Linked DNA regions of Sus scrofa: region 2 is linked to region 1. The links are chromatin contacts, called in public HiChIP or PLAC-seq maps. All regions are on one chromosome and are shown on one strand. Each heading gives the region's core, a stretch centred on a gene start, on an enhancer-like site or on the middle of the called end of the contact. The rest is flanking DNA. Distances are from core to core; before and after follow the strand shown. Region 1 holds the start of AP3S2 (adaptor-related protein complex 3, sigma 2 subunit). Region 2 has its middle 43 kb from the start of ARPIN.

Evidence for each region. HiChIP or PLAC-seq counts read pairs in DNA pulled down with a chosen protein or histone mark.
Region 2: an H3K27ac HiChIP or PLAC-seq map of alveolar macrophages shows a contact between it and region 1. The contact joins the enhancer-like site here to the promoter of AP3S2 in region 1. A contact is called at or near these places in 1 of 5 promoter capture datasets (liver), 10 of 47 Hi-C or Micro-C datasets (embryonic fibroblasts, epiblast stem cells, fetal liver and 6 more) and 1 of 2 datasets of contacts at active chromatin or transcription factors (alveolar macrophages).

What each region holds. Positions count from the first base shown.
Region 1 is chr7:55,460,912-55,464,445 of Sscrofa11.1, forward strand. AP3S2 (adaptor-related protein complex 3, sigma 2 subunit) reads right to left here and starts at 1,441. Exons shown (of 6, transcript NM_001244548.1): 1 at 1,289-1,441. The coding sequence starts at 1,357.
Region 2 is chr7:55,524,854-55,528,599 of Sscrofa11.1, forward strand. No RefSeq gene overlaps it. Among named protein-coding and RNA genes, the nearest start is that of ARPIN, 43 kb to the left of the region's middle. Within about 2 kb of position 1,893, at least 11 of the 83 cell types and tissues checked have an H3K27ac peak or open chromatin away from gene starts, as enhancers often do. A contact at or near this core is called in alveolar macrophages, fetal liver, liver and 2 more, where this site is marked.

The DNA.
Region 1 (3,534 bases), core at 191-2,690:
AGAAAGTAGGTTAGTGGTTGCCAAGGGCTGGGGTTGTTGATGGGGAAATATGGAATGATTGCTAATGGGTAGAAGTTCCTCTTCTGGATAATGAAAATGTCCTAAAATTGTGGTGATAGTTGCATAATTCTGTGAAGTACTAAAAGCCATTCCACTGCATATTTTTTAAAGGTGAAATGTATAGTATGTAACTTAGATCTCAGTAACACCTTAAAAAACCTGATGGAGGGAGTTCCTGCTGTGGTGCAATAGGTTAACAACCCTGTTGCAGTGGTTCGGGTTGCTCTGGAGGTGCCTGTTTGATCCCCAGCCCTATGCAATAGAGTTTTAAGATCTGGTGTTGAGGCAGGTGCAGCTCAAATTCAATCCCTCGCCCAGAAGTTTCCATATGCCTCTGGTACAGTCATAAACAAAACAAAGCAAAACCCTGACAGAAAAATTCACACACACACATGCAAATACAAATTGAAGTGTTATTAAATGCTAACATAAAACCGATATAATTATTTAATAAAATGTAATCTAGCTAAAAATTATATGAAAAAGGTAAAAAAATTTTTTTCATTTCTATTTGACAAAAGAGGAAATAAAATCTGAAAGAGATTTATCAACTTGACCTGAACATAAGTTTTCTCACTTCTCCTCTAGGTTTCACCAACCCACCAATTACATTTTTAACCTAGCTCTTAAGAAATAAAACGTCGGGGGACAGGAAGCAAATAATGACGTTTATTCTTCCCAAAGAAACGTTTTTGGAAAACTCAAATTCACATCATCAGGTACTGAGCCCTCACGCGGCTGCATTTATAATTTCTCATCATTTCTCACTTTCCAAACTGACTTTGAACTCTACAGAGTGAAAGGTATCTAGTCCCTAGGCAGTCCCAGCCTCCACTGAAGCAAAATAATTCCAAGAAAGCACTTTTCTAAATCCTCTGGCTAAAGCGAAACCATTTTAAAAAGCTGCGTATTTCTCCCTGGTGAAACTGCGAGGTGAGTTTCACCTCGACAACCGATAAGGTGAAAGCGACCTCAACCATTTAAGCTGTTAACCACCACTTGAGACACTGGAGAAGTGTCACAAAACGGCACAGAAATGCTGGGGTCCTGGAAGGGGTAGGAAAGAACGGGGGTAGCGGGGCCGAGGCAGGTTGAGTCTGGGGGTCACCCATGGCACAGGAGCCCGAAAAGGTCTGCGGGCATTTTCCCGCGCGCTTCGCACAGGCCAAAGGGAGGGAGGGGGGTGCAGGCGCCCCAAAGGGTCGTGACGAAGCTAGGCCGCACTCACGAAACGCTGGTAGAAGCGGACCAGCCGCGGTTTCCCGTGGTTATTGAAAACCAGAATCGCCTGAATCATCTTTGCCCGCCACGCTTCTTTCAGCACCGGCTGCTCCCAGAAAGCATCTCCTTCCGCCACAACACAGACGTTTCCGGTTGATGCGCTGCTGAGAGTGGCCTCCGGAAACTTGTCCCGGCGCCCAGGGGCCGGGCCACGAAGAGTCCGGCCTCCCGGCACGCCTTGGTGAAAACTGCAGGGCGGGAGCTGGGCTCGCCGCGGGAGGGCTGGTGCGGACTCCGAGGCTGAGGAGGTCCGGCCCCTAGGCCAGAGCCGGTGGGCCAGTTAGGGTCTGGCTAAGACGCCACCCTGGCTCTTAGCCCTTCGTACACACCCACCGTTTGCTTAAGAATCCCGCCAGGCGCAAAGCCGAGCACGTCGGAAAAGCAGATGAAGATCGCTCAGTGGATTAAGGATCTGGCTGAGTCGCTGCTGCGGTGCAGGTTCTATCTCTGGCCCAGGCACTTACGCAGGATGGCGCGGCAAAAAAACAAAACAAAAAGGCAGAAACCCCAACAGCAGCCACGCTCCCAGATGAAGATGCTGTGGGATCTTCCATTTCTCCTCGGCGGCGTTAACACATACGGTCCTGCCTTCTTCCCCTTAACACTGCAGAACATTCCACGTGTGCAGATGCAGGCTAATTTAGCCATTTCCCGGTTGGGGAACCTTATGTTCGTTTTTAGTATTACATAAATGCTGAATTATATAGAGGTCTCTTCATGCAAAAGGACTGTCTGTCCATGGTAGACAGCGAATGGTGGAATTAAGGGATCTTTAATGCAATTCCATTTAATAGGTACTGACGATCCCAGATCGGTAGTCTTTGTATTTTTTTTCTTTCTTTTTTAAATTTGGCTTTTGCGTGTGTGTGTATGTGTGCGAATTTCTTTTAATGACTTAGTGGGGGTGAGGTGAAGCCCGTCCCTATATTGCAGATAGAACTGCAAATTGGAATCATCTACCCTGAGGTCTGTTGGCAAATATGCATCAAAAGCCTTTAAAATATAGATTAGACTCAGTATTTCCAGTTTTAGAATTTATAATAAAGGAGTTCCCATCGTGGCTCAGCGGTTAGCAAACCCGACTAGCATCCACTGGGATGCGGGTTGACCCCTGGCCTTGCTCAGTGGGTTAAGGATCCTGCCTTGCAATAAGCTGCCATGTACGTGGCAGACTGGGCTGGGATGGCACATTGCTATGGCTCTGGTGAAGGCCAGTGGCTAAAGCTCCAATTGGACCTTTAGCCTGGGAACCTCCATATGCTGCTGCTGTGGCCCTAAAAAAGACCAAAAGACCAAAAAAAAAAAATATATATATATACATATACATATATATATGTATATGTATATATATATATATAAAATAAAATGATTATGGAAAGATTTAGCCTCAAAAATGTACATCTCAGCAACATTATCACAGAGGAAAATACGAATCAAACTAGTTATTCCAAAATGAGAAACTGGTTAAATGCATTGATCCATGCGCATTTGAGAAATATTAAATAGCTATAAAAAATCATGGTATGGAGTTCCATTTGTGGCGCAGCGGGAACGAATCTGACTAGGAACTATGAGGTTTTGGGTTCGATCCCTGGCCTTGCTCAGTGGGTTAAGGATCCAGTGTTGCCATGAGCTGTGGTGTAGGTCGCAGACTACGAGGCTCAGATCTGATGTTGCTGTGGCTGTGGTGTAGGCTGGCAGCTGTAGCTCCAATTCTGCCCCTAGCCTGGGAACCTCCATATGCCACAGTGCGGCCTTTAAAAAAAAAAAAGAGAGGAGTTCCCGTCGTGGCTCAGTGGTTAACGAATCCGACTAGGAACCATGAGGTTGAGGGTTTAATCCCTGGCCTTGCTCAGTGGGTTAAGGATCCGGCGTTGCCGTGAGCTGTGATGTAGGTTGCAGACGCGGCTTGAATCCCGAGTTGCTGTGGCTCTGGCATAGGCTGGGGGCTACAGCTCCGATTCGACCCCTAGCCTGGGAGTCTCCATATGCTGCGGGAGCGGCCCAAAGAAATAGCAAAAAGACAAAAAAAAGAAAAAAAATATCATGGTATGAAAGATTTATGGTGTAGGGAAATGATCATGGCATTATCTGTAAGTGAAACGATTACACAAAGGAACACCACCACTTTGTAAGATTGGAGGTATATACACCAAAATATGAAGAAAAATTGTGTTTCATAGAATGGCAGCA
Region 2 (3,746 bases), core at 643-3,142, 64 kb after region 1:
TAGCATGTCTTTTGATTCTTTCATAGAATTTCTGTCTCTCTGCTTACATTACCCATCTGTTCTTAAATGCTCTCTGCTATATCCATTAGAACCCTCAGCATATTAATCATAATTGTTTTAAAATCCTGGTCTGGAGTTCCTGTTGTGGCCCAGCGGAAACAAATCCTATTAGTAACCATGAGGTTGCGGGTTTGATCCCTGGCCTCACTCAGTGGGTTAAGGATCTGGCATTGCCATGAGCCGTGGTGTAGGTCACAGACATGGCTTGGATCTGGTGTTGTGGCTCTGGCGTAGGCCAGCGGCTACAGCTCCAATCAGACCCCTAGCCTGGGAACCTCCATATGCCCTGGGTGCAGCCCTAAAAAGCAAAAATTAATTAATTAATTAATTTAATTAAATAAAATCTGGGTCTGATAATTTCAACATCCCTGCCATATCTGAGTCTGGTTTTAAACTTTGCTCTGTTTCTTCCAACTGTGTTTTTTGCTTTTTTGTATGTCTTTTTGTTTTTTTCTGGGTAGCTGGGCATGATGTGTTGGTTAAAAATAACTACTGGAAATAGGCCTTAAGTAATGTGGTTTAAATTGCCGGGAGAGGAGAAGCATTTTATAGTCCTGTGATCAGGTCTGAGTCTTAGTGAGCCAATGCCTCTGAACTGTAAACTTCACACATGCTTCTTGGTCTCCACGTCAAACTTCAGTGGGACAGGATGGCAACTGTGGGCTGGAGTTAGGCATTTCACTCGTTCTGGGTGGAAGGCTAGAGCCTGCCTTGGATATTTCCCTTCCCCCAGGTCAATCAGACTCTGATAAAACCCCAGCAGATGAGGCTCTGGTTCATTAGTTTCACTTGAGGACAGACCTTGTTAAGAAGAGAGTGCTGGGGTTCCTGTCTTGGCTCTGTGGTAATGAACCTGACAAGTATCCATGAGGACCTGGGTTTGATCCCTGGCCCCACTCAGAGGGTTAAGGATCTGGCATTGCCATAAGCTGTGGTGTAGGTTGCAAATGCAGCTCAAATCTGGTGTGGCTGAGGCTGTGGCGTAAGCCAGCAGATATAGTTCCGATTTGACCCCTAGCCTGGAAACACTTATGCCACAGGTGCGGCTCTAAAAAGCAAAAAATAAAGACTAGAATGCTCTATTTCTTTTCTTTCTTTCCTTTTTTTTGGCCTTTGGCACGTTTAAGTTCCTGGGCTCAGGAGCAAACACATGCTGTGACACTGCTGGATCCTTAAGCTGCTGACTTACTGGGGAACTCCAGAATGCTCTATTTCAAAATGGTTCCTGGAGTTCCCATCGTGGTTCAGCGGAAATGAATCCGACTAGGAACCATGAGGTTGGGGGTTCAATCCCTGGCCTTGCTCAGTGGGTTAAGGATCCAGCATTGCCGTGAGCTGTGGTGTAGGTCACAGACATGGCTGGGATCTGGCGTTGCTGTGGCTGTGGCATAGGCTGGCGGCTACAGCTCCAATTAGACCCCTAGCCTGGGAACCCTGATATGCCCTGGGTGCAGCCCTAAAAACACAAAAGACAAACAAACGAAAAAATGGTTCCTTTTCTCCTTGCCTTGCTAGAAGCAAGGGGATTTTTCTCCAATATTCTGTGAGAACCTGTTAGAGATACCTAGGAGATAAAACTCACTAAAGTTAGGGGAACTCCCAATGACAGAGTCCTCCCGGAGTTTTAAACTCTCAGAACCATCAAAGTGAGTGTCCAGCAATTTGTCAATTACACCATAGCTCAGGTTTTCCTCCCGAGGCACTGGTTCCCACGGAGGCTGTGGCCTTGGTAAGATGTGATTCTCCATATCCGCCTCTTGTCTTTCCAACTTTAGGGGCAGATGTTTGCACTATGACCTCACTTCCCCTACGGAATTCAGCAGAGTTGTTGATTTTTTTCAGTTTGTTCCATTGTTTACTTATTAGGACAGAGTAGAGACTTCCAAGCTTCTTACATGCTAGAGTAGAAAACAGGAAGCCGAGTCATGGTTTAGAGCCATTTTTGTAAAAACTCAATTTGTAAGGCAATAACTCTTGGTTTTAATTTCTTCTTTTTCTCGCTTTCCTGGCTATCAGCATTTACATACATTTCATGCCTGCCTGAGTGTCTTTTGTAATTTTTTTTTCTTTTTGCTTTCTAGGGCTGTGCTTGTGGCATATGGAGGTTCCCAGGGTAGGGGCTGAATCAGAGCCACAGCTGCTGGCCTGTGCCACAGAAATGTGGGACCCAAGCCACAGCTCATGGTAACACCAGATCCTTAACCCACTGAGCAAGGCCAGGGACTGAACCCACAACCGCATGGATTCTTGTCGGGTTCATTACCCTGAGCCACAATGGGAACTCCACCTTTTGTAATTTTTAACTTGTGTTCAAAGTCTGATTTTTGCTTTTTAAATTTAAGGGAGTCACTCAGGCTAATTGTAATATCCTTTTCTTGTGTCCTCCACACGAGATATACCTATGATAGCACCTATGATATTTCCATAGGTGCCAATATGACATTTGTTTAAGATGAGAGGTCTCTCTAAAAAATCCATTTATTTATTTATTTTGTTTTGTTTTGTTTTTGTGTTTTCGTTTTTGTGTTTTGTGTTTTTGTGTTTTGGCGTACAGAGGTTCCCAGGCTAGGGGGTCAAGTTGGAGCTGCCAGCCTACATCACAGCTCAAGGCAATGATGGATCCTTAACCCACTGAGCAAGGCCAGGGATCGAAATCGCATCCTCATGGATACTAGTCAGGCTTGCTACCGCTGAGCCACAACGGGAACTCCTGTGCTCATGTTTTACCTTATGCTTCTTCCCATTATTACAAATTATACCAAAGACAAAGGAAAATTACGTCTCCCTTTGGGAGAGAATTGGATCAATAACAAACACTCAAAGCTGCACATACCCAAAGAATTAGTTTACACAAATGTGTTCTCCTATTAATCTACATTTGGACAAAGAGAACAAGGAGAACTTCTTGCCTTCCTCTCCCAACCAGACAGTACAGACAGACATCCAGGAGAGTGGCAATGGAAAGTATTCATTTTTTGTTTGTTTTAACTTTTTTCTTTTTTTAGGGCCGTACCTGAAGCATATGGAGGTTCCCAGGCTGGAGTTGAATCAGAGCTACAGCTGCCGGCCTACACCACAGCTACAACAACTTGGGATCTGAGCCTCGTCTGTGACCTACACCACAGCTCGTGGCAACACCCGATCCTTAACCCACTGAAGGAGGCCAGGGATCAAACCCGAAACCTCATAGTTCCTAGTCGGAGTTGTTTCCGCTGCGTCATGCTGGGAACTCCACCTTTTGCCAGCTTTTATCTGTTGTCCCAAGAACTAATCAGCAGTTTTCAGAGCAAGTTGGGTATCCCAGCCTTCTCTGTTCGTTCGTTACCAAAACATTGCAGGAGGAGAAAAACGTTTTTCCTCAACCCATCTGAAGTTCGTTGGCTGGGGCCCTGTAAAATAGTCTGACAGAAGACAAACCAACAAGAGAAAAATAAACCTAAGTTTACTAACATGTGCATCATGCATAAACACTGGAGTACTCAAAGAAGTGGTTTAAAATCTGGACCCTTAGGAGTTCCCGTCGTGGCACAGTGGAAACTAATCTGACTAGGAACCATGAAGTCTCAGGTTCGATTCCTGGCCTTGCTCAGTGGGTTAAGGATCCAGCATTACTGTGAGCTGTGGCGTAGGTCACAGACATGGCTCGGATCTGGTGTTGGTGTGGCTGTGGTGTAGGCCAGAAGCTG